Linked DNA regions of Mus musculus: region 1 is linked to region 2. The links are chromatin contacts, called in public Hi-C maps. All regions are on one chromosome and are shown on one strand. Each heading gives the region's core, a stretch centred on a gene start, on an enhancer-like site or on the middle of the called end of the contact. The rest is flanking DNA. Distances are from core to core; before and after follow the strand shown. Region 1 overlaps Gm32828 (a long non-coding RNA gene). Region 2 has its middle 140 kb from the start of Gm51970.

The links. A called contact is a pair of places that touch in the nucleus more often than the background predicts.
Region 1: a contact with region 2 is called in a Hi-C map of embryonic stem cells, with 5 times the contacts expected there. The contact joins two enhancer-like sites. A contact is called at or near these places in 1 of 484 Hi-C or Micro-C datasets (embryonic stem cells) and 1 of 9 other capture datasets (embryonic stem cells).

Annotation. Positions count from the first base shown.
Region 1 is chr12:7,534,511-7,540,698 of GRCm38.p6, forward strand. The region is part of intron 3 of Gm32828 (a long non-coding RNA gene); the gene reads right to left. Among named protein-coding and RNA genes, the nearest start is that of 1700101O22Rik, 160 kb to the left of the region's middle. Within about 2 kb of position 3,106, at least 4 of the 459 cell types and tissues checked have an H3K27ac peak or open chromatin away from gene starts, as enhancers often do. A contact at or near this core is called in embryonic stem cells, where this site is marked.
Region 2 is chr12:6,593,513-6,600,093 of GRCm38.p6, forward strand. No RefSeq gene overlaps it. Among named protein-coding and RNA genes, the nearest start is that of Gm51970, 140 kb to the left of the region's middle. Within about 2 kb of position 2,164, at least 5 of the 459 cell types and tissues checked have an H3K27ac peak or open chromatin away from gene starts, as enhancers often do. A contact at or near this core is called in embryonic stem cells, where this site is marked.

The DNA of each region.
Region 1 (6,188 bases), core at 1,856-4,355, 940 kb after region 2:
AGTATAATCTAGCTAAAGAACTAATTGCACATACTCTAGCATGGATGACCGAAACACCCCTTGTATTAGTTAACATACCTCATATTTAGTAAATTTGTGAAGGCTAAAGTTTCTCTACCAAAAGTATATCTCCAGAATAATGAATGCATTCAGAAACTGGTTTTGCATCAATAAAGTCTACGACTGTATGCCAAAAAAATAAAACTAAATAAATGTATAACATTTCAAAATAAAATATTGTAACCAAAGTTTATAAGAGTTCAAGGAATAAAGTGATGTCTGTGAATATTAGTTTACAATAAAACAAAAAACATCACAAACTACATAAAGAAGTTATCTTCTCTAAGAAAAGTATCAAGAGATAAGACTACCCAATCCTAGAGGACTCAAGAAAGTAGAAAGATTAGATTATATCAAGTCATATGTTCAAAATGAACACAGAGGTAAGAGAAAAAGCAGAAACTCTCCTTTTATTACAGACTCTGCAGAAGAATTATGATTCTGAAGATATAGCTCAGATGTAATGTGTAAAAATTATAGATACAGAAATTTTTAAAGAAATTAAATATTCTGCAAAGGCCACAACCAGAGACTCTAGCATAGAACTGGAATCTAAGACTTGGGAAATTGTAAAAAATGCAACTTCTACTGATAAAAAGTTGAAAAGCCTAGACAAAATTTGAGGTCAGAGAGACATTTGTCACATTCTTACTAGATGTTCAGCCAAGATTTGCAAATGTTGACGGGGCAACATTTGAAAGGATTTTTGGGGATTATTTTTCAGAATTAATGTTTTACTGCCTTATGTGCTGTGATGGGAGGGAAAAAGCCAGACTGACAGAAGAATTTAAAGGATAGTCACAAGGATATAGTCCATCATGGCGAGGAGGACAAGACATCACACAGAGAAAGCAGACTGCCTGATTACACTTTTGCACACAGTTGGGAACAGAGGAAGCATGGCTAGCCTGTAAAGACTCAGGCCTGACTGCCAATGACCCATTTCCTCCAGCAGACCTCAAGGTTCCTTTACCTGCCCAGGCCAACAGCAGCGGGGTTATAGAGTTCATACACACACACACACACACACACACACACGAGCCTGCGAGCAACATTTCACACTTCAATCACAACCATTGGTGAAAGATGTGACTTCTCAGTGCTCTAATATAATCAAGATACTTTCCAAAAGTGTGGATACCTGGCCACCTGTTGCAAAATCCCAAAGATTAGTGGACACTTGTCCTCATTTGCTTCTCTATCAAATGGCAAAATATTTACAAAACATCAACTACTGGTCATATTGTTACCAAAAATACCAAAGAAAATAAATCCATAGCAACAATATAATAGAGGAAAAGCAATTTAATTTATGAATTTGATTCCTAAATTAGTTATTGTTTAAAAGGGGATAGTAGACATATTAAGATAGACTTCATAATTCATCAAACCTTACCCAGAAAACCAATCTAGGAAATTGGGAGCAAGAGACCAGTAGTCTTAAAAGCACAGGAGTATGAAACATGGCAAACATGGTCAGCTTGCCAATGAATTTGAAGTTCAATTGGGCTGGGACAGTGACTGCCAAGTTTATATATAGCATAAACCATATCAGAAACACAACACTAATTGCTTGCTTACTATTTTATGTGGGCCTGGGTACTAGAGGTTTTCCATGGAGATCTCTGGCCAGTCCTGGTGCCAAGGCTCCAGCGAAGGGAAGCAAAGGAGGGCAGGGAGGGGAAGTGTCTTCTCTGCTTCCACCATGGTCTTTGCAGTGCTGCCCTGCACTGAGTCACTTTGGGCTTGGCTGACCAGAAGCTGACTAGGCAGTGAGGAGTGCGGCAGGGCCTCAGGCAGCACATCAGGAGAGCTGATCTCTCCCCAAGTGTTACAGCTCTAGGATGAGGGAGTGGTTCCTGAACACCTTTATTCCCTGGATAGGACTTATATACAATTTTGGGGGTGATTGAGGGTTTGACAGCAGGCACTTCTCATTGGCTTGGACTGAGAGTTTGGGGAAACCTTATTTGCATGTGGGAGGGCTTGGTGCAGCTACCACAAGATTGATGTGTGACAGGAGCCAGGTGCCCAAGATGGAAATCTCCGCTCACCGGGGTCCAGGGTTCAAGACCTACTGGAGACCAGGCTGTCTGTGAGCAGCCCACTGCCCCACAATTTTATATTCTTATTAAAATAGGGGTGATAATAAAAAATATTTAAATAGTAATGTGTATGTACTTCCTAGAGCTCTTTTTGAGGGCTACATTAAGGATGGGATCTTAGTTGGTAAAGAATGGAAAGTAAATAAAGGGTGATGGAGAAGTTTCTGTTATCTCATGCCTTTGAAGTCATGTTGTAAGGAACCCCAATTCCTATCCACTAACCAAATAAACAATCCCAGCCAGTACTTGCAAAGCAATGCTATTCAACAATAGAAAGGGCTAGTATCTGTACTTCCTATAGCATGTATGAGTCATAGAAACTATACTAAAGTGGAAAATATGAACTCAAAAAGCTGTGTGCTGTCTTATCCCCAATTATTATGCTATACAGAATAAGCAAACCCATAAAGACAAAATAAAATGGTCTGATAATGGGGAAAGGAAGTGGCAGATAACTGGATATTTTTCAGAGGTTGTTTTCTCTGCTTTCTATGTCCCAGTTGAGAATCAGAAGAATTGGAAACATGTTTAGGTCGTTTCTAAAGCATGGAAAAGGTCAACTATGCTGCTAAGCACATACAAGACAGCCTAATCCCTGAGCCACATTCTGTTTTTTTTTCTCCTTTTTTTAAATTGGATATTTTCTGTATTTACATTTCAATGTTACCGTGCCATTTCCCTTCTGAAAAACACTCTCCCCCTCTCCCTCCTCCCCCTGCTCACCAGACCACCCACTGCTGCTTCCTGGCCCTGGCATTCCCCCACACTGGTGTATAGAGCCTTCACCCTACCAAGGGCCTCTCCTCCCATTGATGTTCAGCTAGGCCATCTTCTGCTACATATGCATCTAGATCCATGGGTCCCTCCATGTGTACTCTTTGGTGGTAGTTTCATCCCTGGGAGGTCTGAGGTACTGATTAGTTCCTATTGTTGTTCAGTTGTCTTTGCAACAATCCCTGGGTGTGGTTTCCTGTCCTTTCTGTCTGCCCCAAGGACAGAGATATCCTTAGTGCTTTCAAGTTACCAGCTTCTATATAGTGCTGCATTCTCAAAAGCCTCAGCCAATTCTCTCACAGAGTAATTTGGGGCAGTCCCTGGGAGGAATTATTGTCATGTTGGGATAATTCCCTCCATGGATTCAGCCAGACAACACAAGTATAATGAAATATCTAAATGTTTATTATTATTAGTAGTAGTAGTATTGTTGTTGTTTCTTTTTATTGTTATTGGTGTATGGGTGCTGTGTCTACATATATGCTTGTGTAGCACATTTATACAGTAGCTAAAGCAGTCAGAAGATGGTGATAGACGCTCACAACTACATTCACTGATGGCTCTTAGATACCTCGTGTATGCAGGTAAAGAAACCCAGACCTCTTCAAGAGCAACAAATGCTCTTAACTGCTGAGCCATCTCTCCTGCCCCTGAAGTTATGGCTACACAATGCTGTAGACTTACTAAAGGGTACCAAGTTACACATAGAGCCTTTGAAAAGGTAAACTTTAAAATATGTAAATATCTTTCAGGAAAGGTTCTAGATTACAAAAATCATGGCATCCTATTTGTCTCACACAACTTTTCCGTTACTTCTAAATTTGATTATATTTCATTAAAATTATACATGTCCACATTAGTAGACCAATAAACATCTATTTCCCCTGACATAAGCATTCCAAAAAACAAACAGCACATCATCTATTCATTCGTTTTCGACACCAATAAACATTAGTGTCATTTCTACCTTAGTGTGTTAGGAACATTCTTCCCTAAGTGTGTCCTTCGTACATAATACAGGACGCAATACAAGTTCATCAACATGTGCATAATTTATTTAAAAGACAAGGTCAAATTGTCTTCCATGTATCACGTAGTCTTTCTCAAGGAGCACGAGGAGAGCCCATACTTCCCTATGAACAGTAATCTTCCTGAGTCTCGACCACCTGTTGGATCTTACATTGCCTTTTTCTATGCTTAAATTGTGTCTCCCTGATCACTAATGAGGCTTAGAAACATTTTACACTTTTATTTTCTTCGGTGTTTTATGTTCTCTGAAATGATTATTTTTCTATTGGGTTTTATAGGTTTTCATTATTGACTTTTAGGAGTTATTTGGTTATTTTGAATTATAATGCTTTTCAGGATTAAGTGCTGCAAATAAATTCTCATACTGGGCTTGTGTTTTTACTTGCTTTATAGGATCACTTAATAATCATTTCTTCTTAAATTCAATACATTCAAATCTCAAAGTATCTCCCTCCGTAATTAATGCTTTTATTTTTTAGGAAGCTACTCCTTAAAGGTCATAAGGATATTCAATCTCTCTATCTTATGTACTTTCTTTTCGAGGTTTAAAGATTTGCTTTTCATACCTAAGTCTTTATGTCAAGAACAAAATTGAATTCTGTATAAATTGCAAGAACATTATCCTCTAAACAACAATTCCTCCCCTTCCACACATGGGGTCCTCATATACCCATCAGTCTTTAGGGTTTTTCTTGTGTTTCATGACCAGTAACTCAATCCCTGATCACACTCTCTCACAGTTTACTTTACAGTAACAGTAATATAATGCACGCACATTGATTAATCAGCACTAACTAATAGATAATGTGACTCTTCTACAAGAGATGTAAGTTTGGACTGCTGATTTTGGAGAACTTGCTGTGAAGGCACTGAAATATTCCTTCCTACTGTTATGCTGCTTACATGTAGAAATAGTATTTAGATATATAGTGAACCAAATATTATCATTAAAATTCCTATCACTTTTAAAATGTGACTTTAAAGTTTAAATTGCTTCTGTAACTCTTACTGGATTTCTGTGTGCATCTTTGGAGGGTTGGCCAGAGCCATGGTGCTAGGTTTTGGGCCATTGCTGAATCTGCTTTCTTCCCTCTTTCTCTTCTTCTTTTTGTTCCTGTCTGTTTTGCTTGGGGCCGTGCTGGGTGTCAACACACATGGGATTCCTACCGTCAGGTGAATGCTCTACCACTGAGCTATAGGCTTAGACCCCTCTCATTATGTTTCCATTGAATAGCAGTATTACAAATTTATGATGCTTTAATATTAATATCAAGAGCAAAAGCCCCCAAATTATTCTTCGGGAATGCCTTGACTATTCTGTGCTTTTTGCTCTTTCACATAAACTTTGGATTGACCTTGTAACATTGCATAAAAATTTTGTGGGATTTTTATTGAAACAGCTTTGGGACTATGGGTAAATTCAGGGAGATTTGATATCTTTGAAATATGAAAACTGTCTTTGAGTATGATATATCTTCTTCATTTATGTAGGTCATTTTAAAGATTGTCTAATGAGGCTTAATACTTTCTATGTAAAGGTGTACTCTACCTCCTTTTAGATTTTTTTCCTAAATAACACATTTTTATTGCTGTTAAAAATAAGAACTCTATAAAATTAAAGTTTTCTATAATGTTATTAATGACAAAGCCAATGCATATATGCTACAATTAATTAACGGGGAATTCCATGCCTGTTCCATGAGGAGAATACCATTAAGGCATTCTTACCCTTTCCTACTTTCTCTCCTGTTAGCAAGCTAACACACACACTGGGAGTAGCAGAAAAATGAAGAAGTGCATGCAGCATGCACCGCACATAAGAAGAACAGTACAGAAGATGCTATGAACTATCAAGATCAATATTACAAAGCTGCGGGTTTTTTAGCCTTTCTCTTTTGTGGATATCAAAATCTAGGGGCTTTTGCATGCTGGTCTCAGTGTTAATTCTACTTTCACTCTTATTATTTCAAGTAATTTATCTGTAGACACTGACAAACTTTCTTGAGCTATGAACTAATAGGGTTTTATGACTAATGAGCTATGGCTACTGAGAGAGATAGAGTTGTCTAGGATCAATTTGAAGATTTATGCATTGAGTCAGTAAGCATCAGCATGTCAGAGGTGGAAGAGGGACAATGCTAAAAGGAGTTGCCATCCCAAGGCAATTTTGCAAACTCCCTTTATTCACTGTCCTCTAGTTCTCTCATTTGTGATAGACAT
Region 2 (6,581 bases), core at 914-3,413:
TTCCAGTAGTAAGGAAATTACCTTATTTACAACATTTCTGTTCCATTGTTAACTGAGAATGTTTGTGTCTTTCATGTACATGTCATTTAATAGAGAAAAAATATCAGACAAGTTACAGCAAGGAATTGTTAGAGCCTTTCTCTACTGCTATCTTATCCCTTTGTTTGTGGATGTGTGCTATTTACCAGAGGCCTGGCCTCCTTTATAGGTCCAGGGATTCGTCATTATCGCCTTCATGTGGGGGCGAGATACATGAGCATCCTGTGGGGAGGATAACGAGTATGGGATTTTATTGCAGGGATTGCATTCCAGCTTCCAATTTTTTCTATAGGTCACTCATATTGCAAGTAATTCTTGAGCAAACCATTCCCCATCTGCTCAGATCTTGTTATAACAAAATCAGCCATGACAGATTATGGTACATAAAACAGAATAAACTTTGCCCAGCTGGATGTACAATGTAAGGAGAGAGAGGATACACAGGACCCTCTGGCTACAGAAAGCAGCAATCAAGGGAAGAAGATTCCCTATCAGAAAGAGTAATAGAAAGACAAAGTTCGAGGGAGAGAAGTAGGGCTACCTATTAGGGAAACCATTGCTAATGGTTGCTGCTTAGCGTAAAGAGGCATAAGAGAGCTTTATTCTGAAATGCATATCCTCAGACACAGCTTCTGCTCTCCTAGTCAATAAATGAGTGCCCAGAACCATTGCGGAAAGGAGCAAGCAGCAAAGCCCCACCATTTTAAGGAGAATATTTTCTCTACTAATATGGTCCATAAAAAGGCTATATTGTTCATTGTAGCTTTAAGATTTCTGGGAAATACATCCTTAAAAAACTCTGCATAGTTCATAGCTTCACTTTTGCAAGTGTCATTCTAAAGAACTGGACTCCTTTGTGACCCTTCGCCCTGAGTGTTTTGGCCTCACAAAAAGGAGCAACATCCATTGTTTAAGTAAAACAAGAGCTAGTGTTTCTAAAGTCCTTGTTATTAAAGAAAGTGATGTGTGTGACACTTGGGTGCCCTGTTTCAAGAATAGTTTATATGGTCATTGTGAAGTCCACTTAAGCAGTCTGGAACATTTCTGTAGAGAATTATGCTATATATATCTGGATAATGAAACTGCATTTCAAGGTTTTGACTAAAAATGGTAGACTGTACATCACTCTATTATATAAGTCATATATATCATTTTCCAGAAATCTTACGTGTTCATCACACTCTCAAGTGTGTCTATGATGAGTACCTATGAAAATAAGTTAATTATAATTTCTGTCTGTTGCTTCTAATAGAAGAACATTAATTTAATGTGCTTATATTTTAATATATCAATATGCATGAATTGTTATAGATTATGTTAGCATTTAAGGGAATTAATTTTTCATGTCTTGTTTATAACTTTCAGAAACTAATAAAAATATCAAAACTTCTGGTCCCAAATCAATTGATGTTTTTAAAGTTCTGAAATATCACTTTACTCTTAGGTACATTTTTCGAATCCAAATATATTTTGAGACCTTTATTTATATTTTATTTTGTTACTTCATAATAAAAATAGATTAAATATCAATATAGCATTGAATTTTACTATATTATATGAGATTCTATCTAAACTTTGGTAGTTTGCCTGAATAATAAGGCTTCTAACAATACTTAATAAAATACTTTTCTTTTTTCTAGCTATGAATGACTTCTCTTGTGAGGATGTAAATTTATGAATTAGAGAAAGCCTCATACATAAACGTACCACCATGAAACTGTAGCAGTTGAATAAACATTCATTAGTGGATAGATTATGATGTAGGGAATTTATGATTGTTCTACACTGTTTTCTGAATATCTTTCTTTGAACTTCCAAGATATGTTTCCTTATTAAATGTTTGCATTATGTTTTAATGTCTGGAAAAATACATTTTCATATCTTTGTGAAATGACTGACAGTGGCTGATAATTCTCTACTTACCAAAATATTAGATTAATTTAAAGGTTTGTGTAACCTCCCCCCAGCCTGAAGCAGGCTGAGCCAGACCTTGACCTTGCTGCCACTAAGGAGATTACCTAGGGTGGAGCCTTCCTCCCTAGATCACTCTATTGTTCAGCCACTGCTGCTGTTCCTCTTCAAGATACTGCTACCTGCTGGGAGGCAATTGAGCTATTCTGGAGACTACGCCCTGTCCTGCAATCCTGCACCACCTGCAACTGGTTCCAGGCTCCAAGGATGAATTGGTAGGAATGCCCCCCACCCCCCTTTATAAGCGCATTTGCCATTAAACATTTGAGCTTTGATCAGGAAAAAATGACTTAGCTCCATTTTTCTCTCGACTGCCTAATTCCCCTCTCTTTCAGCTCTGCCCTGCCACTCAGGTGTACCCTGTCCTTGTGAGCTGCTGGCCGGCTCACAATAGGTTTGTGAGAGATTGATATTGACTATTTTACTTAAATATTTTTAAGCATTTTAATTAGAATGTTAAAGTATACTTTCAATTATGTGATACAGACTCACTCACTGATGATTTTGTATTGACCTGTGAGGTATTAGACAAAATATCATCTTGTCTTTCCCTCCTAAAAGACCACAGTCTAGCCCAAATCAGATCAAATATACAATGGATAAATACCTTCAAGAATGTAAAGTGTGCACACACACACACATACACACACACACACACACAGACACACACACACACACACACACACTGGAATGTGTTGAGTTATGGTCAAAATGTGTGATACACTCAAAAGAAATTTTCTCTATATACTTTGCCTATCCATGAACATGGGAGATCTCTCCATTTTCTGAGAGCTTCCATTTTTTTCTTGAGAGACTCGAAATTATTGTCATGCAGATCTTTCACTTGTTTGGTTAGAGTTACACCAAGATATTTTATATTATTTGTGGCTATTGTGAAGGGAGTAGTTTCCCTAATTTCTTTCTCAACCTGTTTATCATTTGTATAAAGGAAAGCTATTGATTTATTTGAGTTAATTTTATATCTGACCACTTTGCTGAAGTTGTTCATTAGCTGGAGAAGTTTTCTGATAGAGTTTTTGGGGTTGCTTATGTATACTATATCATCTGCAAATAGTGATAACTTTATTTCTTCTTTGCCAATTTGTATCCTTTTGATCTCTTTTTGTTCTAGCTAGCACTTAGAGTACTATATTGAATAGATTCAGGGAGAGTGGGCATCTTTATTTTGTCCCTGATTTTAGTGGAATTGCTTCAGGTATTTCTCCACTTAATTTGATATTGGCTGTTGGTTTGCTGTATATTCCTTTTATTATGTCTAGGCATTGGCCTTGAATTCCTGATCTCCCCATTACTTTTAACATGAAGTGGTGTTGTATTTTGTCAAATGCCTTTTCTGCATCTAATGAGATAATCGTGTGATTTAATTTCTTTCTCAACCTGTTTATCATTTGTATAAAGGGAAGCTACTAATTTGAATTAATCACAACAGAGGAATCTCAAATGGCTGAGAAGCACATAAAGAAATGTTCAAAATCCTTAGTGATAAGAGAAATGAAAATCAAAACAACCCTGAGATTCTACTTTACACCAATCAAAATGGCTAAGATCAAAACCTCAGGTGACAATACATGTTAGAGAGAATATGGAGAAAGAGGAACACTCCTCCATTGCTGGTGGAATTGCAAACTGGTACAATCACTCTGGAAATCAATCTGGAGGTTTCTCAAAAAATTAGAAATAGATCTACCTGAAGACCCAGCAATATCACTCTTGGCAATATACACAAAAGATGCCCCACCATGCCACAGGGGCACGTGTTCTACTATGTTCATAGTAGCCTTGTTTGTAATAACCAGAAGCTTGGAAACAACCCAGCTGTCCCACAACAGAAGAATGAATACAAAAAATGTGGTTCATTCACACAATGGAACACTACTCAGCTATTAGGAATGAGGACATTTTGAGTTTTGCAGGCAAATGGATGGAAATAGAAAATGTCATCCTGAGTGAGGTAATTCAGACCCCAAAGGACATGCATGGTATATATTCACTAATAAGTGGATATAAGCCAAAAAACAAAACAAAATAAAACAAAACAAAACAAAAATAAAACAACACAAAAAAAACGAAAACAAAAAACTTAACAGAATACCCAAGATACAGTCCACAGAACTCAAAAAGATCAACAAGCTAAAGGACCCAAATGAGGCTGCCTCAGGCCCATTTGAGTGGGAGAAGAAAGCAATCACAAGCAGGGAGGGAAGGAGGGACATGGGAGGGAAAGTGGACTGGGGAGAAAAAGGGAAACATGATGTGGTACTGGGTAGGGGGAAAGGACTGAAGCTCTGAGGACCAGCAGAAAAAATGGAAAGAGGAAGATAGGAAGTTGGGGGACCCTCTAGAATGTACTAGAGACCTGGAAGGTGAGAGACTCTCAGGAATCAAAAGGAGGGACCTTAGATGAGATTCCGTACAGTGGGGAGAGAGAACTTGTAGAGCCCACCTCCAGCAGAAAGTCAGCGTATCAAGTGAGGGATGGGTTGCCATCCCACAGTCAAAACTCTAACCCATAAATGTTCCCGTCTGAAAGAGCTATTGGAATGGAAATGTAGAGAAGCCCAAGGAAAAGAAGGCCCAGTGATAGGCCCAAAATGGAACCCAGCTCAAGGGGAGGCCCCAAGGCCTGCCACTATTACTGAGGCTATGGAACACTCACAAAAAGGGACCTATCATGACTGTCCTCTGAAAGACACACCAAGCAGCTGAAAGAGTCAGATACAGATATTTGCAACCAACCAATGGACAGAAACTGCTGACCCCTGTGGTTCAATTAGGGAAAAGGTGGAAGAAGCTGAGGAGGAGGGTGACCCAGTAGAAGGAAGGACCAGCAGTCTCAATTAACCTGGACCCCAAGATCTCTCAGAGACTGAACCACCAACCAGGCAGCATATACTAGTTGATATGAGGCCCGCAACACACATAAAACAGAGGACTGCTGGATCTGGGATTTTTTCAGAGAAGATGCACCTAACCTTCAAGAGACTAAAGGCTCCAGGGAATTTAGAGGTCTGGTGGGGTGGAAGTAGGGGATGGAGACATCTTCATGGAGACAGGGGGTGGGAAGGAGGTATGGGGAACAGTCAAAGGATGGACCAGGAAGGGAATAAAATCTGGAGTTTAAAATATGTGTGTGTGTATTTGGCATGATTCACAACAAATATGTCAATTAAAACAATTTTAATGATAGAGTCCTCTGAAAATATACCCAGGACTGGTATCACTTAGATCATGTGATATATCTATTTTTAGCATTGTGAAGCATTGGTAGGTAAATATGGTGGTATATGGCTCTAATACAGTGGTATATAGTGATGAAGAAGGACCTAGATGTTCACCAACTGATCAATGGATAATAAAAATGTGGTACATATACACAATGGAATTGTATTCAACTGTAAATAAAAAAGAAACTATGCAATTTACAGGTTAATGGTGAAAACTGGAAATGAAGTGGTGAGATAACCCAGACACAGAAGACAAATGCCAAATGTTTCCTCTCATAAGTAGGTTATGTAGCTGCTAGTTTTATGTGCTTAGCTATAGATGCTTAAATTGGAGTTCACATACAAGCAATTTGGGTAATTTAGGGCATGGTTCAAGGTAAGAGAGAGAGAGAGAGAGAGAGAGAGAGAGAGAGAGAGAGAGCATAGATGGTATAGATGGGAAGCAAACAATGGAATAGGAAGAACTAAAGTAAGGCTAGATAGGAGTGCAGAATAGAGCAGAAAATGTGAGGTGGGATAACTAACATTAAAGACCTTTCAAACAGTCACATAGAAACATATTTCTTCAGGGCCTTCAATTCTTTTCCTAACTCTTCCAATAGGGATCCCCATCCTTTGTCATATTTGGCTGCAGGATAGAGCTTCTCAGAGAACAGTTATGGAAGGCTCCTGTCTGCAAGTATAACAGAGTATCATCAAAAATGTCAGGGACTGGTGTTTGCCCATAAGATGGGTTTCAAGCTGAGCACATTATTGGTTGGCCCTTACTTCAGACTTCATCCCATCTTTGTCCTTGCATTTCTTTTAGACAGGACAGATTTGGGATCAAAAGTATTGTAGTTGGGTTGATGTCCCCATCCCTTCACTGCAGGTCCTGTCTGGCTACTGGAGGTAGTCTCTTCAGGTTCCATAATCCAACTGTTGAACATGCATGGCATACACTCACTGATAAGTGACTATTAGCCAAAAAGTACAGAATATCCATATCAATTATGTGATACAGACTCACTCACTGATGATTTTGTATTGACCTGTGAGGTATTAGACAAAATATCATCTTGTCTTTCCCTCCTAAAAGACCACAGTCTAGCCCAAATCAGATCAAATATACAATGGATAAATACCTTCAAGAATGTAAAGTGCGCACACACACACACACACACACACACACACACACACTGGAATGTGTTGAGTTATGGTCAAAATGTGTGATACACTCAAAAGAAATTTTCTCAGAAACCTGGATGGAGGAGGCTCTCCAGCAGTCAATGAGGGTGACCTTAAACATAGCATATTAAAATAGTAGCAAATTGAATCACAGGTCTC